2 separate regions of the Triticum aestivum genome follow, and region 2 is linked to region 1. Evidence: chromatin contacts called from public Hi-C data. All regions are on one chromosome and are shown on one strand. Each heading gives the region's core, a stretch centred on a gene start, on an enhancer-like site or on the middle of the called end of the contact. The rest is flanking DNA. Distances are from core to core; before and after follow the strand shown. Region 1 holds the start of LOC123138367 (cyclin-dependent kinase inhibitor 1). Region 2 has its middle 150 kb from the start of LOC123138367.

Region 1 (6,221 bases), core at 574-3,073:
GTAAAATTGGAAGTTCTAAACTCATATTCATATAGGAGATAAAAACATGTAATTATGAACAGTTATCTCTATTATTAGATGGGAATTGATCGGTGTATGTCCACCCCTGCCCCTCCCCTGTTTGTCAACCCTCCCCATGTCCTGCATTAACTCGATCAAATCAAATCTTATCAAAACTCGAGTAAATCAAAACTTTTATTGTGTTCCCTCGCCAATACCCAAATCAAATAAAATCTCTACTGCTATTAGAGGGTAATCTGACATGTTTGAAGAACATCCACCACCCAAAACATACTGTACCACTTGGGGTATTTCAAGTAGTTTGGAAACTTATTTTTCACATGGTCTTTACCGGTTCCCACGTTATTTTGTTTTCGCTGGATATTTTCTCTGCCCGCGCATGGGTGTCAAAAGGCACCTGAGTACTTGCTGCCAGTTGCTATGTTTAGCCAGGGACATGCTTGTCTTGTCACCGATGGGCAGCTAGTTTACCTCAGGAAATGCATGGCAGGAGCTAGCATCTGATGAAGTCATTAATTCACGCTGGATCTTTGCGCGGTAACACAAAGCATCCAAAACCAGAGGGGACAGCCGCAGCGCTGTCGTCGTCGCTCGTGGATCACGCACACGACCAGGCACTGCGCGCAACTAGGCATATGCCAGCATCCATCCACCAGTCATCAGTATGCCAAAAATATCACCGTGGCCGACCGCCCGCGAGGCCGCGACGATCAACCAGCGGCGGCATCGCGGCCCGTGCGCGCATGGCCCGCGCTCGGTGGGCTACTCCACCCACCGAACTCACACGCCACGCGCCTGCCAAGGTAGATCCGGGGGCGGCTCCCTGCCAAAGCCGCTGGTGCGGCGACCGACCTGCGATGTCGTCCCGCGTACGGTACTCCGCGAACCTGCCGCGCTGGTCGATGCAGTTCGTTACACGGCTGGCCAGATGTTATAAAATGGAGCCTTGCTTTGCCAGCCCGCCGTTTCACACATTCCCTGGCGCGTGATCATGTCACGTACATGTCCCTTTTTTTGAACACATTTGCCATTTCACTTAACTGAATTAACCACTTCGCGTAAAGCAGGTGCTGACACTACCTACCGCTACCGGCGATCCTCGTACACGGCCCTCAGCTTCAACCGCCGCTCACATCATCACGTGTGGAGTGGAGCGGATTGCAGACGACGAGCTTCCCGAGGATGACGAAAGCAGATCAGGGGGTGCGCAACACACGTCACAGCGAGCCTGCAGGCCGACGACGGCAGACGGAATCTGAACCTGCCGCCGACCCCCACGCTTTTCCGGGGAAGCCTTTCGACAGTTACCATCCGATCCGCCCGCAGTTGCAGGGCAGAACCCAGAACCCACCCAGCACCCAGACCCAGACCCAGGGGAGGCCCCCAGCCTATCTGTAAATTTCTGTTTCTTTCTCTCTTCCGGCAAGGGCCCGGCCCTCATCCGTCCAAGCGCAAGTCACGCATGCAACGGCCCTCTCCAAATCCGAGCGTCGAATCGCAACGGCACCCCGTTCGAATTACCCCCATCATCATCCATCACTCATCAGTTTCAAATCCGTCTTAACCCCGCCCAGGCGCTACGTGAGCCGTCGGATCCGGCCCGGCCCACGTGTCACGCCTGCAGACAACGAGGGGCAATCTCGTCCGTAGCCGCCCGCCGGAAAGGCCATTCCCGTGATGATCACGTTCCGTTTGGGATTTCCAGAACGCCGTTACCGACTCAGCGGCCAGCGTCCAGATCCGGCTGACGGCGCCGTCGGGCGGTCCTGGCCGTCGGATCGGGATCCGATCCCCCGGCTCCCTTGGCGTGTTATATGTGTACGCACACACGCGCACGGGGCTCACTCCGGACGGGGGAGAGAATCCAAAGAGCAACCCAGCGGCATCATATCCCTCCATCCCACCGGCGCCGCGCTGCGCACTGCAGACGGAAACGGCCAAAGGAGGGCAGGCAGGAGCGCGAGGCGTGGGGCGATGGGGAAGTACATGCGCAAGTGCAGGGCGGAGGACGGCGTGGGCGGCGTGGAGGTCACGCAGGCCGTCGGCGTCCGGACCCGGTCGCGGGCGGCCGCGGCCAACGTCGTCGTTTCCAAGAGGAGGCGGCCGCTGCCGCCAAGCTCGCCCCTCGGCGGCGCCGCCGCTCGCGCCCAGAGCGGGAGCTGCTACCTGAAGCTGCGGAGCCGCATGCTGTTCATGGCCCCGCCGGCGCCTGCATCGGCTGCTGGCCCAGGGCACGGGCCGGCGCCGCCGCTCCCGGCGGGCCTCTCGCGCTGCTCCAGCACGGCGTCGTCCGTGGACGCGTCGGCCGCGGGACAGGATAGGAGCCTGCCGTCGTGCGGCTCCGACGCCGCTGCAAACAGCAAGGTGAGGGAATTGGGGTCCAAACCCTAAAGTTCGGATACGATTCGAGATCTCCTTTTTTTGCTGAAAATCGTGGCTTTCTCCGCTCTACAGGCAGGCGCTCCGGAGGGCTCAGCAAGCAACAACGCGGAGAGCGGCGGCAACCGCGAGAGGTGCGAGATCGAATTCCCTCCTGTCTCCGGCCAATTCTTGTGAATTATGCCTCCTGACGTGCTCCTGACCCCGTCCCGCTCGTCGCTTTTGAAAATTCAGGCGAGAGACGACGCCGTCCAGCCATTTCCCCGGCGACCTGAGCGACCTGGAGTCGGATCTGGCGGGCCAGAACAGCGGCCGGTCGTCGCTGCCGCAAACGCCGACCGCCCAGGTCCAGCCGGCCGCGAGGTCGAGGATCCCGCCGGCGGCCGAGATCGAGGAGTTCTTCGCGGCCGCCGAGGAGGCCGAGGCCAGGCGCTTCGCTTGCAAGTAAGTACTTTAGCAGCAGCGGAAATTTCCTTATCTTGCGGCCGCCGTCGCCGTCGCCGGAATTCTAACGTGCGAGCTCTCTGTGCCAGGTACAACTTCGACGTGGCCCGCGGCGTGCCTCTCGACTCCGGCCGGTACGAGTGGACCCCGGCGGTGAGCAGCAACTAGCCAGCCGATGAAAGCGAGCGTGCAAAGGGGGGAGAGAAGCTGTAGCTAGAAAGTTACTCACTGTAGAGCTGGGGCGCCGGCCGGCCGGCCGGCCGTGTAGAAAGGCGAAGGGAAAAAGATGCTCCGGAAAGAAGAAAAAGAAGCATTATAGCCTAACCAACCAACCAACCACCGATTCATCAACCAACTTTTTCTTTCACTCATTCACTCACATATTCCCACCATTATCACCTCACACACCCTTATATTAATCCTGATTTTTCCCAGCAGCATGCAGCAGTAGCAGTTTTACTTCCCCTACTGGTACTTATCTTCGTTGACAGGACGGATCGCTCGATCAGTCCCTTACTGTAATTGTCACCTAGTAGTAGTTGATTACCTTACATGTATTTGCCTGGATTTTTTACTGTACATCGTCGTCAGCATGTAGCAGCAGCAGCAGCAGCTTCTTGCTGCTGCGCCGCAGATCTATAATTTGATTTGAGTGAGTGAACCGTCTCCCTTTGCCGTTTCCATCCATGCATGATTCCGCCTTATCCGTTGCACTGGTCCTGCAAGAAGAAATGCACACGTTATGCGGTTACCCAGATCGTTGGGTAGCTACTCCTAGGTAGTTCTGCAAGTGAGCAGGCATGCAGAGGCTTTGCAGGGGCACGGAAACAGCTTCGGCACCCATGCATGGCATGGATGGATGCTTCGGTGCAGAGTGCAGTGCAGTGCAGACAGGCAGTACAGGCAGGCAGACTGCAGTGGAGGCTTCCATGGCAGGCGGCATGGCGTGCCGTGGAAAGAAGGCTTCGCTGGGAGATGGGGGACCCCGGTGCCTGGGCCGAGGCACAGCGCGCGGATCGCCCACACCAGGGAAGAAGGGGAGGGAAGTTACCACTGTCTCCCTACCTCTGCCGTCGTCGCGGTTAAAAAAGGGGTTAGATAGAGCAAGTGGTGATTAACCTATGCGTGAATGATTAGTGATTAGAGCGGCCGTCTGAACTAAACAAAGCGCCGCTGGGGAGGGGAGCTGGGTCTGGATCCATGGCACATGGATGCATCATGCCGTGCACGGTGGGAGGGGGGGTAGGGAGGGGGCATTAAGGAATGTTAGTTGCATCGGGATCTGGGTCAGTCAGTAGGTTGGTAAAAACTACTAGTAGGAATAGGATGGGAGCAGGGAGGGAGAGATGCCGCTGGGATTCGGTGCCAGACACTCAGCTCGCCGGGAACTGGGACGAACTACACCACACGCACGCACAATGCTGTTTGCTGGCTTTAATTTTGCACTGAAACTTGTGGTGTGTGGGGGCGGGCCCCGGCTCTCGTGTGACCTCACCTCATTGGTAACTTCTGTACCCTGCGTCTGGGGGGTTTGTATGTGTAGCCCGATATGGCAAGGTATCAGCTCGCTCTAGCCATGGAGGCTCTAGCCTGGGTTCAGTTTTGGAAAATACTGAACTTTTCTTGCAGTACTGGCAGTACTGTATTTTGTTAGCCTGACGCTTTGCCGGTGCCGACGGCAATGTAATCTGCTTTTGCTTACGTTCGTCCACGGTGTGTGTGTGAAGGATTATGTATACTATATACTAATGCAGAAGAATAGTGGTGTGCTAACGAAGAAAGAGCAGGTCACTTTCCGTGCTGTTGGAGCTGAAATAACACTAGCACTGTGCCTGTGATTGGACGAATGAAAAGTCGACACAACGTGCAAGAGAGAGAGTGGGCGGTTTGATGGGTAGCATGCATGATCGGGCACGTTGTGAGCATCATAAAATAAGCTGGATCGATCGCTTTACAGTTCTACAATACGAAGCCCAGATCCGTGGAAGGTGGTGGGGGTGAGATCATGAATGAGACTTGAGAGATCGATTGGCCGATCCACCGGGGTTGGCAGCGCGGTGCAGCGCGTTTGTTTGTTTGTCGTCGATCACCAGTAATTTGTGTCAGCGACGGTACGGTGAAAAGGGGGTCCGTTCGACAACAGGCGTTATAGAAAACGCGGTGATTTGCCTGGGGACTCTTGGAGGAGGAGAAGGTGGGGATCCCCAAGCAGTAAACATTCCGCGCACGCTGGGTTAATAATGGCCGGCCATCTCGTTAAGTATGGAGTATATTTTACTCACTTTGAGCTAGCGTTGGCACTGAAACTGCGGGTTTCTGTTGGGGTAGCTCTGCTTTGGAGTCCACAAGTGGCGGAATCCCTCCATTTCCTGCGGATAAACACGCACAACTGTCTACTCATGCCTGCCATGGCAGAGCATGCAAAGTGACAGCATCAGCATATCTGAACGCATCTGCTACTGGTAGTAGCAACCTAGGATCGATCAGGGAATGGCGGCACCCAGAGTGACAGTGAAACTGCCGCAACTCCTTCAGATTCAGAAAAGGCAGGGCAGAGCAGAGCAGACGTCGTGTGTTGGCGCTGATTCAGACCGTTTGCATTCATCTGTAACGTAGTACGATTTTGCACTAAACTCGCGAAGTACTGGGAGGGGTGGTACTTTGCTGTGTATTAACTGCGTTGCAAGTCCCAATTGTCCGTCGCAGTCCTAGAACAGCGCAAATATGGACGCAGCGATCTGTAGGGGTACGGCGGACGCAAACGGGCCAGCGGAGTACACACCGATCGATCGATCCACCAGGGAAATTAAAGGGGCGGCGGACGGACGGGCGATTCACCCACCGTGCGCCCACTGTAGCCAGTACCGCCGAGGACGCGCTCGTTCGTGCTCGCCCCCATGGCACGGCCAGGCGGCCAACGGGCGCGCTGCCGAGGACGGAATGACCGGTACTTGCCGCCGGCCGTATCGTCTCCGTTGTCGCGCCTCCTGTCGTGCTGCACGGTGCGGAGGCATGTGGAGGATTGGACGTGTAACAGGGGGTTTAGAGAGGACGGTGGTGGTGGTACCAGGGTAGTAGTAGTCGTTGTGAGAAATCCGTATGGGAATTGATCTCGACCTGATACGCGCATTCATGCCTATTGATTACGGATCGAAATCTGGGGGATTCACGATCTCTCTAGCGCGTGTTGTAAATAGGGTACGTCCCGTCGGGAACAAGAGCCTGTTTTTTTTTTTTGGTTGCTACAAATCAACCTGATGAAAGCCTACAGAAATCATCCACCTAAATAGCCGTCCGATCTGACTGACGGTGGTTGTTCGATCGCAACAAACAGAGCGGTCCTCTTTCTTCTATGTTCTTCCATCCATCAGCGGATA
Region 2 (6,674 bases), core at 3,612-6,111, 140 kb before region 1:
CGGCCCCCAAATCCTCGCATTTACTCCTCCGTTGCCAGAGCTAACGAAAAGCACGGATCAGCAACGAAACCGACGAGTTAAGCCACGGCTCAACTTCCTGCCGTCCACGTCCGCCGGGGGCCGTCTCCGTTCCCGGCCCATAGCTCAGGTGTATTTCCTATTTTCCATATTTACAGACGCTCGCGAATCTCGCACAGCTATTTAATGCCTCGTATCCCAAGACGCTGCTCGACCGCCCAGATATAGAGCACATATGCGCTCGAGCGCAGAAACACCGTGTCCCTCTCATGGAGCCTTTTTCCCGCAAAAAAATTGGGCATTTTTGTGATTACATACAACGTAAGGGGGTTTTCTGCAAAAAAACATGCCACGTCGGCACCTGACGGGCGGGCCCCGCTGGTCAGATACACCGTCAATACTTGTTTATACGCAGTTTAGACCTATTTGCAAAAACCTGAAGCAATGTTGGTACTGACACGTAAAAATTAGCAATCGTGATACCAATCTGTATGTGATGCCCGAATTGTGGCACTTATGTGCAATTAACTCAGTCCAATACAATACCTTGATCCTCTATGTTGACGGCCGATCGGGAGGTGAAATCTCATCCGGCCGTCACGAATTTAGCAGCAAACTCGCGGAACGAAACCTACCGCGTCGATCTCGGCGGTGGAGTGAAAAATCACGTACGAGACGTACCTACGGTTCCGTTGGATCGATCCCAACGGCTCGTGAGCCATTTACGCCCGGTTCGGAACTCCCGGCCACCACGCGCATGCACCGGCCACGCCTCGTGTGCATGAAGGCCATGAATGCTGGATCGATCCACAGCCGCCGCCCGTCGGTGCGAGGGGGAGCCCATCGCACGCCCGCGTAAATAGCCGCCTTGGCCTGTCACGGGGACGTACGCGGGGCCGGCTGCGCAGGCGCACACACACGCGTGCGCGCCCAACGGCCAACGGGATCACCCGCGTGACCGCTTCATCCCGTACCTCCATCCTCGCGATTCATGGGCGGCAGAGCAGTGGCATGCCGGTACTCTGGTAGGTCGGCCCGTAACTGTAAACTGACAGCACGCACGCGTGGCCGCAGCTTCCGATTCTTTCCTTGCCCCTGCACAGCAGCACTGGCCGACCGGGGGCACTGTGGACTGTAGTGACTGACGTCTCAAGTCTTAACGACATGGATGGTTCATTCTGACAGCCTCTGATTGATTATATATGCATGTGTTTGCAGTGTGTCAATATCACTGGGAGAGCTTCAGACATTTAGAAGACCGGCGGTCGACAGATTATATATAAGCTGTGAAAAAACGAAGATCAGTCGATCGACCAATCGGTCAAGGTTCCTGTAAAAAGAGAGCGCAGGCTCGATCGGTCGGTAGCAGAAAGCAGCACAGGTTCTGTTCCTGCCACTGGCACTGCCCGCCTATACTGGAGCGAGAAGTGGACAAGTCACTCGAGCCATGAGTTATAAGATAAGATACATTTTTTTTTTTGAATGTCACCGGGGGGAGAAGAAATTCTCCCCACCTAAATTGTATTCATCTGTTGTCTATAGGCTTTGCAGCCTAATACAAGATAGGGTTCAAGTGAACCAGAAGTACAGGGGTACAAGAAGGAGAAATAAAACAAAAACAACACACATACAACACATGGTGAGGGGGGACACAACACAACCAGGGACGCCACGGGTGCACGAACTGCAGCGGCGAGCCGGGACTAAACCATGACACTGTACCATCGACGCAATCGAAAAGCACCGGGCAACCAAGACTGCACAACGCCGCGACACCACCTGTGTCATGGGGTACATTCGAACGTTACGCCTGGCCGAGACGACGCCACGACACCTGTGTGCCACCGGCGTAGTCGAATGGCACCACCAAGCATAGAACACCAAAAACAACACAACAAAAGGGCATCACGGGCACTCGAACTGCAACGGCGAACCGAGATTAAACCATGACACTACACCGCCGACGCAATCGAAAAGCACCGGGCAACCAAGACTGCACAACACCGCGACACCACCTGTGTCATGGGGTACATTCGAACGGTCACGCCGGGCCAAGACGGCGCCATGGCACCTATGTGCCACCGGCGTAGTCGAAGGGCATCACCAAGCATAGAACACCACAGAGCACACCCAAAACATCACAAGATCGGGGGTTGAAGACAACGCCATCAAGATGGGAACGACGGGAAGCGTCGCCGCTGTCTCGGCCAGCAGCAGCCGGCCGACCATGGATTTCTCCCAAACCCCGGCCACATCCTCTACGCGACGAGACGCAGAGCAGCCGCCAATAGCGCGGGGTAGCGCCAAAAATGGACGGCCCCAGATCCAGGTGAATCCGACCGGCAGAGACACCGGCTGGCACCCTTGACGCCGAGGCCACCGGTGAGGAGCACCGGTGCGGCGCCCCCAGCAGGAAAGGCTACGAGATAGCGGCAGCCCATCGGATGAACTGGGAGGTGGAGGGCTCCAAGGAGCAGGAGCCACGACGCCACCTTCGTTTGGCAAGCACGCAAAGGAGAACAACAACGACGAACAAGGTGGGGGCGAAAGACGCGACAACTGGATCTGCGGAAGACGAGACGCAGAGCGCGCAGCAGGCGGTCGATGACGGGAGCTTGAGGGCGGGAGGCGGCGGAGGCCTGCGCAAGAGCGTGGAGCAGGGGGACGCCGCGCCCAACTCAGCAGGCAATGGCGGGTGGAACCACCGCCGAGGCAGCCCCGAGGCCAGGCCACCGGAGCCACCCGAGGGTGCCAGAAGCCCGCAGCCACGGCACGCCGGCCCGATCTGAAAGGAGGGAGTCGGCTGACCCCCGAGGAGCGGCCAGAGGGAAGCATCCGGCCAGATCCGGACGCCCCGATGCGGACGAGGGGAGGGAACGGCAGGACCAGAGCACGCGCGCGGGGCGGATCCCGCCGCCGCCAGCCGTCGACGGGCTTTGCCCGACGTCGTTTTGCCGGCGGCGGCGAGAGGGCGGTGGCTGGTGGAGATTTTGTGGCGGCGGCCGGCGGGGTGCCGGCCCGAGTCGCCTCACATAGACGACGCGGGGGGTATAACGATCAATCCAGCCGCCTGTGAAAACTAAGAAGGCTCACCTCAAGATAAGATAAAATAAACACGACTAACAAAACTGGAGTGGAAACCTAGTGCCTAAGCTAGCTGAATTGACTTCAATCAGTGAGTCAGTACAAGCATCCTGCAGCCAACCAAAGCGAACATCTATCTATCCACATTGCACGCATCAGGGTATCACCTCCTAGTACTCCCACTCCCAGTCGAAGCATCGGATTCCCCTGAAAAAGGAGAAAAAAGACGAGCGCATTTCCCAGTCGAAGGATATGCGCAGCTAGCTAGCTAGGAGTAGAAAAGAATACTAAGAAAAGAACAAGATAAAATAACGGCCTAGTAGAGAATTAATACCAGCAGCATGGTACGTCCGGCCGGTTGGAGCAGAGCAGGCAGGTAGCCCATGCCGATGCGGTGCGTCAATTAACTGTGCGCCGCCACTGTTCCTTCCGCCATGCCCCCGGCCGATCACATCACACCGTTGGCCGGCCTCCGTCGCGTCGCACGGCGGCGGGGGACCATGCGAATGCGATGCACGCGTGGGTTAATAATGCAGGGAGGAGTACACGGCATGCGGGCACGGGAAGGGCCAAAAGAGAAGGATCTTGCTGCCCACTGCCCAGAGGAACACAGTAAGTTTTCCTTCCTTTGCAGGTGTTCGTTCTGCTCTTGCAGTACCAGTACTGTCTCCTGCCTGCTGATCTTGTTTTGGCTGGCCGCAGCTAGTAGCGCCCATCCTCTGCTCTATTTGCTGCTGCTCAGTGCATTGATTGGTTTACTACCACTGTAATTTTTGGCAGCAGCTTGGGGGAAGGGCAGTCTCTTTAATTAACTGTCAAATCAGGCATGGGTGGGCTATCTGTGTCGCCGCCGCTAGTTAATCAGCTCCGGTTCTTGCTAGTACCAGCTTCCATCAAGTGCACAGCCCATTTGACAGAGGGCACATACAGACTTGCATTAGTCAATGGCATAACAGTGTCACGCTGTCATTTCTGCACGGAGAATTTCATTAATTGCCCGGTATGTTTTTCTCGGGTGCAGTGTGCCTCTCCCATCAATCAATTGGATCAAATGGATAGACTATCAAATTCCGTAGTAGGCCAAGTAGCCGCTGTCAAACGGAGCAGTCTTAGGCTGTCTCCATGTTCTACAGCGTCAGTGTCGTCGATGTTTAATTAGCTCTACTCCACTCTACTCATCATTGGCCCTCATTTTGCTCAACCTGCTACGCCGAGTATATACGCTTTGCTTGCCTGGAATCTCCCAACTACCGGAGCGGCTCACGGAAGAATATTCGGCGCTACGGCAGGAGGAGCTCATCAACCAGAGGAGACAGCGCTACTCGACTTGTTTAACCAACTCGATCTGCAGTGGATCGAAACTCTTGTCCGGCCTGGCGAGACGCATGTGACATCACGAGATCGCACGAAAACTTCCATTGGTCAGAGAGAAGCCACCTGTGGATCTCATCTGGTTTTCGCTTCACTTTCACCGGCTGGTTGGTTGCAGGTAACAAGTTGATGTTCGGTGCATGAGAAGCTATATAAACATGGCCGATCTGTATCTGTCGGCCAGCATTATGGTTATTATTATGGAAGTACCTAGAACTCATCTAGATGAGATATAATTCGGTCTCATTCACTTTGAAAACAAGAACAGATACAACCCACGTCAGCACACACGCATCTTATAGCATCACATCCAATGGCTATAAAAGGTGAATGAGACCAAATTATATCTCATCTAGATGAGTTATAGCAGAACTGTATTATTATATCTTATCTCCTGTCTGTTTCTAACGTGGCAAAGGGCGTTTGATTTTTGATCCCTACGGCTACAAGGAGAGAGGACAAAGTGACGTCTGCTTAGAGAAACGATAAATATGTGAGAGGATCCAATGTTGCGTGCGTCACCGCTCACCACAGAGGGTTAAAGCAAAGCATTGTATATGTAATCCACCTCGACCTTGGAGGACGAATATATATATCGTCGCGGGAGGTACAGTTGATCGTTGTTGGCCGTGCCGTGAAAAGAAAAGAAAAGAAAGATCTCTGACTTGTACACAACCGAGATAGGTAGAGCCGGGGCGATGATCGCTCCTAGCCCACCGCCCACCCCCGCTGCGCCTCCCCACCTCGCCGGATCCTGATTCCCTCCGCTGGCCTTCACCTGCGCCACGACCGCCTCCACCGCCGTGCCCTGCGTCCGCCTCCCCATTCCCTGGGCGCGCGCAAGGCTCCATGGCGGATGGAGAGGCGAGAGATGCGCAGGGGGAGGGGGAACCGCGACGCCGGCGCTCCTCAATACTGGCGCAAGCGTGCTCTGCGGAGAAGGTGAGGAGGAGATTATCAATAGCCATCGCCGGCCACTCCAACGACGAGGAGTGTGGCCGCATGCCGCCCGGAGTCGATGCGATTTCCTGGGCGCTTGCGGAGCTCTCCTCTCCAGATCCAGAGCAGCGGGCGCGCTGGGTCGCGTTCTGGGAGCGTCAGCCCCGGTGGTGACCTCCCTTGCCCTGGGTCCTGCGGTTCCTAGAGCTTCTCCGGCGACAGCAGGATGGGACACCATCGATTCCCCACTCCGCCGAACCTTCCCAGGCTCCGATTACCTCTGCTGGTGGCCGTCGCCGACCCCGCGCCCTCTTCCACACCTCTGGCCGTAGGGTTGGAGGTGGCTCTTGCCCATCCGGGGCACCTCCGTCGCCGGCGTTGATCGCGCCACCACCGCCGCATGCTTCATCCATGGCGGATCTGGGCAGCTGTCGCGTCCGGGCCCCACCTGTCAGCGGCCGGGCGTTGGGTTCCACCACTGCAGATGGGCCTCCTTCGATTGGTCTGGGCCTACCTGTCAGTGAGAAGAGGCGGTTTCTGCCATGGCCACGCAGGGCGGGGACTGACTGGGATGTGGGGTCCGACATGTTTGCGGACCGGGCCAACGGACCCCGTTTTGGGCTACTTCAGGATATTCCTAGGGTTCCGTCTCGCTCCATTCGCGTCTGGATCCGCAAGGAACTGGTCGGCAAGCGTGCTTTCTCCACCGCCGATTGCTTCCCCGCCGCCGCTCCTGGTGCCCCACCTCCGCTCCTCCCCACCACCACCATATCTCTTGCAAGCAGTTCTTGGAAGGGGCCGAAGCCGACTCTCGCGGAGATCCAAGACATGGCTGATAATTGCGGGCGTGGCCAAGGGCACGGAAGGAACAATAGGAATCGATCTGCCTCGGTTGAGCAACGCCTTCAGCGCCCTCCCCCACCATCTGGGCCGACTATGGTGCAAGGTAACTGGCCCCCTCTTGGATTCGACCCGCAGTTTGGCCCTCCGCAGCAATTTGTCCCCAATTTTGGTTTCCAAGGCCCTCCACTGTGGGGTTATCCAGGGCCATTCTTCCAGCAGCCGCAATCCAACCAGTGGAGGAACCCTATGGCCTGGCCTGACCAGAGCCATAACCCTCAGGCGACTGCTGGAGATTCAGGGCAAGGATCCCAACAGGGAGGACTGCAGCAACAGCAACCATCAGGACAGCAACAGCAACAGAGAGTGGGGAATGCAAGTGCAAATACAACTGGAGCTGAGGCTAGTGATCCCAATGCAGT

Evidence for each region. Hi-C and Micro-C count contacts between places; a contact is called where the count stands out from the background.
Region 2: a contact with region 1 is called in a Hi-C map of root, with 10 times the contacts expected there. The contact joins the enhancer-like site here to the promoter of LOC123138367 in region 1. A contact is called at or near these places in 3 of 5 Hi-C or Micro-C datasets (leaf and root) and 1 of 1 datasets of contacts at active chromatin or transcription factors (leaf).

The regions. Positions count from the first base shown.
Region 1 is chr6B:625,991,567-625,997,787 of IWGSC CS RefSeq v2.1, reverse strand. LOC123138367 (cyclin-dependent kinase inhibitor 1) reads left to right here and starts at 1,823. Exons shown (of 4, transcript XM_044558335.1): 1 at 1,823-2,385; 2 at 2,476-2,534; 3 at 2,635-2,844; 4 at 2,934-3,525. The coding sequence starts at 1,996. The coding sequence ends at 3,012.
Region 2 is chr6B:626,137,753-626,144,426 of IWGSC CS RefSeq v2.1, reverse strand. No RefSeq gene overlaps it. Among protein-coding and RNA genes, the nearest start is that of LOC123138367, 150 kb to the right of the region's middle. Within about 2 kb of position 4,861, at least 1 of the 8 cell types and tissues checked has an H3K27ac peak or open chromatin away from gene starts, as enhancers often do. A contact at or near this core is called in root, where this site is marked.